Linked DNA regions of Mus musculus: all the other regions are linked to region 1. A link is a contact called in public Hi-C data. All regions are on one chromosome and are shown on one strand. Each heading gives the region's core, a stretch centred on a gene start, on an enhancer-like site or on the middle of the called end of the contact. The rest is flanking DNA. Distances are from core to core; before and after follow the strand shown. Region 1 overlaps Dytn (dystrotelin). Region 2 has its middle 16 kb from the start of Mettl21a. Region 3 has its middle 95 kb from the start of Gm35803.

Region 1 (3,022 bases), core at 162-2,661:
ATTTTGTAGATAATCCAGTGGCTCGATTGTCGTGCTTTCTTGTGGTCAGCCACAGTCACCACAGGGGTATTAACTAAGGGACTAAGAACCTCTCGTGATTTCCAAGATGGCGACGCATTTGGCTCTGTGTGCACATCTGTGTGCACCCGTCACCTTCATTTATTCCCATTTGGACAGGAGTCCCAGTTTCACATCTGACGTCTTGCCCAGCACAGGCAGCCAGGCACACTGCCTGCAATCTCAGAAGTAATTGCAGAGACCCCCTGCGGAGTCCATCAACTCAGATAAACACCCTCCTAATCAGGAAAGTGGCACTTAGAACCACTTTGCTGACAATTAGCCAGACAAAAGTCAACAAACATTTGCTTACTCGTAACAAGATGGCTTGTATTTTAAATTGTTAATAACCCTGTCACCAGTAGAGCATAAGCATCTACTCCCAATGTTATTTAGTCAAAAACCACAACAGCAGCAGCAGCAGCAGCAGCAGCAGCAGCAGCAGCAGCAGCAGACTCATTTCCCATCTTTTGCCCTCTGAGTTCTGATGAACGAACTGGGCCACTCATTAAGAGCATTGCTGACCCAACCTTCTTACTCTGGTGTCCTTACCCCTAATGAGACAGAGAGTCTCAATTCGTATGTAAAACATGAGTGCTCAAAGACTGAGTGAGAGTGTCAGCTTGTGATCCTGACACTGTAGTTGGGATTCCTACTGTAGTGGAATTTAACCTGATGCTTCCCCTTTAAATATCTACATAAAGATCTTCTTCTGTGGATGAATTACCTATTTGGCTAATTTCTTGCAGGTGTTCTATGGAGAAGAATTAAATGTAACTAGGTGGTACACTGGCACAGGCAGGATGGCATTCTGAACGATAATTAGCATTCCTAAGGGATGATTTGAATCACATTGCCAGGACTGGAATTTTCTATTGGAATCTGTCTTGGATCTCATAATGGAAGCCAATGGGATGATAATTTGCTATGCAAATCACAAAGCTGCTTCCCACTGGCCCTCTCAGAAGCCGGGCACTGCATGGTCGGAGGAGGGAGGGGCAGTGGGAGCCAGCAGCTCAGCAGCTCATCGACCTTGATTGAATTTGAAACCAGCGGATTTTTAAAATCCTTTGAGACTAGAGCTAACTTGAAGCCATGAGTGGCAGTCGGAAAGTCACAAAGACTTCTAGAGGAGAGAGAGAAAATGCCCCTCTACCCAGGTCCTTCTATCAAATCCACTTTGAAACTGGCTACTGTTATCAAGTCTGGTGGAACAAGTGGATGAGCAGATTAAGCCTCTTCTGGCTTTCTACTTGCTTGCGTTCTGAGACATGACGTTGTTAAGGATGAACGTCTGCAATGGTGGTTGCCTGAGACATGCCTCAGACAGCAGAAAAACTGCAGTAGGATCTATGTGCTGTTGCAAGCACTGGAAGGGCATTAAAGTATTAATACCTTCACCTGGCATATTTTGAGTCATGTTGTATAGCAGAGAGCAAAGCAAATCGCATAGCAGCTAGAAGCTGATGATTAGGCAGAGCTGCATTAAATCAGGACATCATGAAAACTGCCCCGTATAATATTAGTTTGCTTTCCTTTTGCTGTGATAAGCACCACACTCAAAGACGTCTTGTGAAAGGCAGGTTTATTTGGCTTACAGGTCCCCCTGTTCACCGTCTTCTGTTGAGGGAAATCAGGGCAGGAACTCAGACAGAAACAGAGGTGGGAACCATAAAGGACCACTGCTTACTGGATTGTTGCCCATGGCTTGATCTGCCTGCTTTCTTATTCAATCCAGGACCACGTGCCCATGTGTGGTGACATCTACAGTGGGCTCTTTCATATTAATCGTTAATTAAGAAGAAGCCCTACAGATACACCACCAGATGGAGACATTTCCTCAATTAATGTTCTCTCCAACGAATCCAGTTGTGTCATGTTGATAAAGAGCTCACCAGCACACTCTTTCTTTCTCTCTCTCTCTCTCTCTCTCTTTCTCTCTCTCTCTCTCTCTCTCTCTCTCTCTCTCTCTCTCTTTCTTTCTTTCTTTCTTTCTTTCTTTCTTTCTTTCTTCCTCCCTCTCTCTCTCTCTCTCTCTCTCCCTCTCTCTCTCTCTCTCTCTCTCTCTCTCTCTCTCTCTCCCTCTCTCTCTCTCTCTCTCTCTCTCTCTCTCTCTCTTTCTTTCTTTCTTTCTTTCTTTCTTTCCTTCCTTTCGGCTGAAAAGAAGACTTTAGAGGTTCTCATTCACTAGCTGCAAGATAGCCAAATTCATTGTGTGATTCCCAGCAGAGACGAGGGAAGCAGGCATATATCTGAATGATGAAGACCCTGCCCAGAGCATGGACCTCTGCCCACTGCCTCTCTGGACATTCTCTCTGTCCTCCATAAAACCACACTAAACCAATGAGGCAGATTTGAGTCAGAGAATCTCCTCAGCTTTCCTCAAAGCTGGCTTTGAATCTGTTTCTTTCTAACAATCTCTCTGTCTTTCCTTGTCTCTCTACCTCTATCTTTTTCCCTGTTTCTCTGTCTCTCTCTTTTAAAATAGTAAGCAATATGAACTTTAGAGTCCAGTAACAAGAGAAAAAAAAACCAAACAAACAAAAAAGCCAGGATGTTTGTGAAACCAGTTGGGACCAATGTCAAGATGTATGCTAAGTGTCCTTTGCTTGTTTTAACATTTCTGTACAATTAGGTTTTCATAATTGACATTTCCCACTATGTATCTATGGCACATTTGAACACTCCTCACAGGAACAGAAAAGGAGTAGACTCTATGTTGGGAGCACACAGACTAATCCTGGAAATTCTTCCCCTTATCCACCATAGTTGATGAATTATTTCTGTCTTATTGAGCTTTTCCATAAGACAAGACTCTGTCGACATCTTGCTCCTGAATTAAAACTATTTTCTAATTCCTTTGTCTCAGAGCTGAATCTTGTCTCTGGGGTGAGAACATTTATGCCTCTCTATTGCTCCTGAGACCCCTGCCCCCAACACTCACTGCCAGCAACATTTTAACCTT
Region 2 (3,022 bases), core at 156-2,655, 960 kb after region 1:
GTGTGTGTGTGTGTGTGTGTGTGTGTATGGGGGGTGTGTGGGTATATAACTTTATTTTCAAACCTTATTTTTAATGATGGTTCTTAAATGCTTTAACCTCCCTTGTAATCCAACACCCACCAGAAGTGATGCAAAAAAAAAAAAAAAAAAAAAAAGGATGCAGGGATGGCGGGGGGAGTGGACAAAGAAAGGTTCTTTGGAACAAATCTCATCTGTGTTGTCTGGAAATCAGAAGTTCAGTTTGGTAGAGTTGGAATTGCAAACACGAATCAGCAATCCGCAACGGTGGCAGAGACAACCAAGCTTCAACTGCAGTCAGCCCGGCAGGGGACCTGGGGACCAGTAAGCATTGCACAGCTAGCTCTGTAAGCAAACCTAGATCAGCCTCTGTCAGTGTCTGTCAAGTCCTATTTATACTCCCTCCAAACATCACATGTCCTCCACAGGTCTTACTTCAGCATGGGCATCAGCAAGTGCCTCTGTCTCAGCTGACATCACTCTGCCAATCAGCCCCAGTCCATGGAAACAGCAAGAAGCTGCAGCACACCACCAGAAGGTTTTGGTGTCTTTCTCTCTATGGAGTCCCAGCAAACGCAGCTCAACTACACAATGTAAGGCAGAGCAATGCGTGCTCGTGTCATTAGTGAGGCATCCCGTCCTTTCATGTGCTTGCTTTAGCAGAACATCCTTTCACCTGTGTCTGCTGCAGCTAAACGTTCCTTCATGTGTTTGCCCCAGCAAAACACCATCCAACCGACTTTCCAAAGAACCCTTAAGTTTCCACTTCATATACTTATATGTATATAGCAAAACAAAACAAAACAAAAAGCCACAGGTTTGGAAGAGAGCAAAGAGAGGTATATGGAGGTTTGGAGAGAGTAAGGGAAGGAAGGAATAAATGATGTAACTATATCATAATCTCAAAAAAATTAAAGAGAAATAATTAAAAATAATACTAAAATAAAAAGAGGAGGAGATTAAGAAACAAAACAGCCAGTGCTTGGCACCCAGACACTTCGCTTTGTCTGGGAACTCCAAGCTAGCTCTGCCCTGTTAGCCCAAACATCACGGCTGCTCTCCACCTACAAGAGGTCATTTGTGTCTCTTCCTGTTTCCCCTCATGCTGTGATGTCTTCCAGTCTCGGGCCTCTCCACTCCTCGAAGCAGAGTGGTATCCAGACAGTGGGTAAAGGCAAGAAATAGCTGATACTCAGGAAGATGAACTCAGGCGGCAGACAGGAGAACTTTCTGTGAGGTATTCCCTAATGCCTGCTTCAGTCAGACATGATGCCAGACACATGACCCACCTCATGCATGTTCACTCAGCATTTCTCTAAGAGAGCAAAACTGCAAGTTCCTTAATAGGAAATGTTTTTAGAAGGAACATATGGAGACTCCAAGTGGGGCTAAATATAAACCTGCGTTCACAGGGCTGAATCAGGAGCAAAGAAGGCTTAGAGAGAAAGAGCTGGATAGAGAAGCTTTCTCTCAAAACAGGCTTTTTCGTGGGAGTGCATGTGTTTTGCTGAATATGTGGATGTATACAACAGGAGAGGTACCTAGAATTAAAGGTGAAGAACCAAGAAAAGCATCTTCTGGAGCCAAGAGCAGATGTAATACTGATCACATCACAGAAGAGCTAAGGTTCCAGCTACTGGTTCCCTCAGAAGAAGCCCTCTTCCTTGCATTATGGGCTTGAAGCTGATCAAAGAGCCTTGGCTGTGCAGGGGCATATCTCAACATTACGACTGCCTTTAGTGATGTGCCTGTAAAGGCAGCCCCCAGGAGTGGGACAGAGAAAAGTGGACTGCAAATTTGAGGCCACCTTGGACCATAAAGTAAGTCTCAAGCAGTATGAGTTACAGAGCAAGGCCATTTCTCAGAGCGAGAGCAAGAGCTCAGTCCTTGTCACGTTAAAGATACTGCGAGCTCTCTCTACATTGTCAGTGATGGGAGAACAGTAATAGCAGAAAGAAAGCAGGCTGGGAGTGTAGCTCAGTGCCACAGAATTACAGCACTTGCATACCATGTACAAGACCCTAGTTTTGATCCCTAGCATTTTACACACACACATGCACACACACACACACATACACACACACACACACACACACACACACACACCACTAGCCAGCAGGAAACCTGCTTCAGTATAATCAGCAGATGCTTAGAACTATGAAAAGAATTAAGTCTTCTCTCTCTCTCTCTCTCTCTCTCACATGAGAGAGAGAGAGAGAGAGAAAGGTGAACTCATGAATTAGATACAATAGAGCAATTGTAGCAATATGCTCTAATGAAATTTACAAGAATATGATCTCTTTCAGTATCTGTACTACTATCTGTGCCTTCTATCTCAAAGGAAGCACTTTGTCTTCTCTTTGTCATGTCCAAAGTGCCACCATCACTCTGCGGCAATTACGCCACAATTATCCCATAAAACACGGAAGAGCTGACTCCCTGTATTATGAAACTATTTATTACACTGAATCTGATCACTGATGATTCCACGTTTCTGACAGTAACAGAGCCTTTCATGATCCAGTTGTATATCACTCAAGAAACTAAGAAGTGGGATGGATACTCATCAAAGATTGACCCAGGATAGTGGCTCCTAAGCTCACAGCCCAGGCCAATGAAAGTTAAGGGTGTGAACACGGGTGGAAGTAAGCAAAGCAGAAAACTTTATTATAGGAAAGTGAGAATTTCATGAAGAGAAACTCCTAAGAGTTGGAGAGGATTCAACGGAAAAAAAAAAAAACATTGGATTTTCATAATCCAGGAGTTACATACAACAATGATAGAAGCTAGACAAATGTAGAGAATCTCTCATAAATATCACCTGTCAATAAAAAAGTCAATGGCCAATGAGCTGAGGCAGGAAATAGGAGGTGGGACACTGGCAAGAAGAGAGAGGATTCTGGAAAAGACTAAGATAAGAGACTCTGGGAGAGCTGAGAGAGCCAAGACAGGAAACAGAGAAGAGGGTTGTAAACCAGCAGGAAGATACTGAGGAGAGACACTC
Region 3 (3,022 bases), core at 236-2,735, 710 kb after region 1:
GTATGCCACCACTTATTCATCCTGCAAATATATGAATTTGCTGAACTTTACTAATCATCTACCTTGTGGTCAACAGTATGCTAGACCTCATGTACCCAAAACAATAGACCAAAGCTCATAGGATAGAAGGGATAGCAAAAATTCAAACAAGCTGGGCGTGGTGGTGCACGCCTTTAATCTCAGCACTCGGGAGCAGAGGCAGGCAGATTTCTGAGTTCAAGGCCAGCCTGGTCTACAAAGAGAGTTCCAGGACAGCCAGGGCTATACAGAGAAACCCTGTCTCAAAACAAACAAACAAACAAAATTCAAACAAATATGATACTGAATTCTCTGCCACATGCAGATAAATATAAGGCACTTTGGTGCTTTTAACACAATCCCAGAGGGCCTCCTAGAGGAGATGACTTTTAAGGTAGATATGATCAGAAAAGCAAAGTGTGGCAGACAATCTTAGTAAGCATGAAGATAATCTAGAAATAAAGGGTCAGTGACGACATAGGACATGGTATGATATGGGTGCCACCAGGCTGGAGCACAAGCTCCATCAAGGGAAGAATGAAAGAATGCACAAGTTTCAGTAGACTTCAGGAAGCCTGCTGATGCGTGGAAGAAACACAGATACATTACCTTTGGCTCATTCTTCAGAGAAAACTGCTAGGAAAACATCTTTGTGTTCAGTGTGTTGATGATAAAGTAACCAGGTTGTACAAACCATGACATGGACTCAGGTATTCCATCATAAACTAAAAACTGTGTCTCTCTGGTCCCTCCACCACTAGCAGCTTCAGAGTCACATACTAAAGCTTATGTCCCAATGGGATAGAATCTGGGAGGTAATTATGCCTAGATATAGTCTCGGATATAAGACTCCAGTGTGCGAATAAGACTCTGATAAAAAGAGGAAAGGCCAGGAAGATGGCTCAGTCAGTAAAGTGCTTACTTGCCTTGTAAGCATAAGGACCTTAGGTCAAATAATCCAGAACTCAGTCCAGTTATGGGGGTCAGAGAGAAGCAGGTTTCTTCGCTCTCTGGCCAGCTAACTTGGCCATGGTAAAGTTCCAGACCAATCAGAAACCTTGTCTCAAAAGGTAGAAGATGATGCAGAAGCAATACCTGAAGTTTCCCTTCAACCTGTGTACATGTACATACACACACACACACACACACACACACACACACACATATGCGCACACATTATACACAGATGGGAAGAGATACCAAAGCTTCCTCTTCTGCCATGTGATCATATATTGAGAAGGTAAGCCAGAAACCAAATGAGATAGCAGCTGATCTGAGACTTTCAGACTCCACAACTTGAGAGAATGTTTCTGTTGTTTAAGCCTAATCTCCAGGGGGTTGTTGCCATGCTGTGAGACTACTAAAGTGCTTCTCTTTCACTCCCGTTAGTCTTAATGTGGTGACTCAGGCTGGTCCTTCTGTCTGTGGCTTCAGCCTTCTTACTCTATTTGATGACCCCACATCCTTGCTTACATAAGTCATCCCAGCCATTACTAATGGCTTGGTCAGTGGCATCCTGAGTGACCTGGAAGATTATGATTAGGACATAGTAAGTCCAGGACTAACAAAGTCAGGGCTCTTCATAGTCTATTTGACTGATCTGGTGGAAGAAGGCTAGTAAGGATGTTGTCAGTAACAAAGCAGGAATAAAGCACGCAGGGAGTGGTGTTCATGGACAGACAGTGGGAAGAAGGGGAGGAAGCCCCACCCACAGAGCAGGAAGGTCAGAGATGAGAACAGAACGGATGGCACAGAATATCACCTTCACGGGTGAAGTGTTCCAGAGCCAATCTGACAAAATAATGCCCGAGAATTTCCTGTTTGAATCTGAGCTGCTCGGCTCCAGCAGGAAGCAGCACCCTATTTTCATATAGTCACATTTCTGCCACCCACGTGGCCTGTCAACCCTTGAAAGTAATACTTCCCACCCACCCACCCTGTGGAAATCTGCAGACTTCCCACAGGGCAGTTTCCAAATACCCAAAGCCCCACTCAATCAGAGTAGCACATGGCCATACATATTTAGGGATTTTAATCTTTCCACATAAATCACTCCCTCTGGCTACTTAATCATGTGTGACAACTTGCAGTGACTGCATCTCGTGCTCTGACTTCCCTGAAAGGTCTTGCAAGCTAAGCAGGGTTAAGCTGAGTCAGTAACTTGAATGAAAGGCACAAGATCCACACCGGAAATGCACGGAACGAGTCAACAAGCAGCACATCTTTCAGAACTGTGACCTCTCGCCACCAGGAAGTGGAGCTCTGGGTGACTCTAGAAACTATGTGACAACAGCTCACGGTGTCCTCCTCGCCTGTGGAAACTGGCCTCTCAGCATTAGCCCACTCTGTGGGTCTGTGCTCCTGTACTGGCTAGTTTTGTGTCAACTTGACACAGCTGGAGTTATCACAGAGAAAGGAGCTTCAGTTGAGGAAATGTCTCCATGAGATCCAGCTGTGGGGTATTTTCTCAATTAGTGATAAAGGGGGAAAGGCCCCTTGTGGGTGGTGCCATCTCTGGGCTGGTAGTCTTGGTTCTATAAGAGAGCAGGCTGAGTAAGCCAGGGGAAGCAAGCCAGTAAAGAACATCCCTCCATGGCCTCTGCATCAGCTCCTGCTCCCTGCCCTGCTTGAGTTCCAGTCCTGACTTCCCTGGTGATGAACAGCAGCATGGAAGTGTAAGCTGAATAAACCCTTTCCACCCTAACTTGCTTCTTGGTCATGATGTTTGTGCAGGAATAGAAACCCTGACTAAGCTCCCAACTCTTTTTGGAGGCAATTTGCCTTAATCGGAGGTATCGTAAAGCCAATCAAGCAAGGATGGCCCAAGGACTTTGAATCCAACCAAGAATTCTCAGACTTTAAGATTCCCAGGCCATAGCTGCTGGGAATATAGCAATGTCTCAGTTCTTTATTTTAACACTACCATAACCTCAAACTTTGAAGATCTCGATTGGTTAGACTCTGTTAATGATGCCAAGGTCCATGTAATTGTGTGTGTTGTGTG

The links. A called contact is a pair of places that touch in the nucleus more often than the background predicts.
Region 2: a Hi-C map of forebrain shows a contact between it and region 1, with 4 times the contacts expected there. The contact joins two enhancer-like sites. A contact is called at or near these places in 2 of 15 datasets of contacts at CTCF or cohesin (large pre-B cells and pro-B cells), 20 of 484 Hi-C or Micro-C datasets (the AML12 cell line, B cells, the C10 cell line and 15 more), 5 of 115 datasets of contacts at active chromatin or transcription factors (embryonic basal ganglia, embryonic forebrain, embryonic stem cells and 2 more) and 1 of 9 other capture datasets (embryonic stem cells).
Region 3: a Hi-C map of the N1E-115 cell line shows a contact between it and region 1, with 9 times the contacts expected there. The contact joins two enhancer-like sites. A contact is called at or near these places in 2 of 484 Hi-C or Micro-C datasets (the N1E-115 cell line and bone marrow-derived macrophages), 1 of 115 datasets of contacts at active chromatin or transcription factors (embryonic stem cells) and 1 of 9 other capture datasets (embryonic stem cells).

What each region holds. Positions count from the first base shown.
Region 1 is chr1:63,667,125-63,670,146 of GRCm38.p6, forward strand. All of the region lies in intron 6 of Dytn (dystrotelin), which reads right to left. Among named protein-coding and RNA genes, the nearest start is that of Dytn, 18 kb to the right of the region's middle. Within about 2 kb of position 1,412, at least 30 of the 459 cell types and tissues checked have an H3K27ac peak or open chromatin away from gene starts, as enhancers often do. A contact at or near this core is called in the N1E-115 cell line and forebrain, where this site is marked.
Region 2 is chr1:64,632,031-64,635,052 of GRCm38.p6, forward strand. No RefSeq gene overlaps it. Among named protein-coding and RNA genes, the nearest start is that of Mettl21a, 16 kb to the left of the region's middle. Within about 2 kb of position 1,406, at least 10 of the 459 cell types and tissues checked have an H3K27ac peak or open chromatin away from gene starts, as enhancers often do. A contact at or near this core is called in forebrain, where this site is marked.
Region 3 is chr1:64,372,691-64,375,712 of GRCm38.p6, forward strand. No RefSeq gene overlaps it. Among named protein-coding and RNA genes, the nearest start is that of Gm35803, 95 kb to the left of the region's middle. Within about 2 kb of position 1,486, at least 34 of the 459 cell types and tissues checked have an H3K27ac peak or open chromatin away from gene starts, as enhancers often do. A contact at or near this core is called in the N1E-115 cell line, where this site is marked.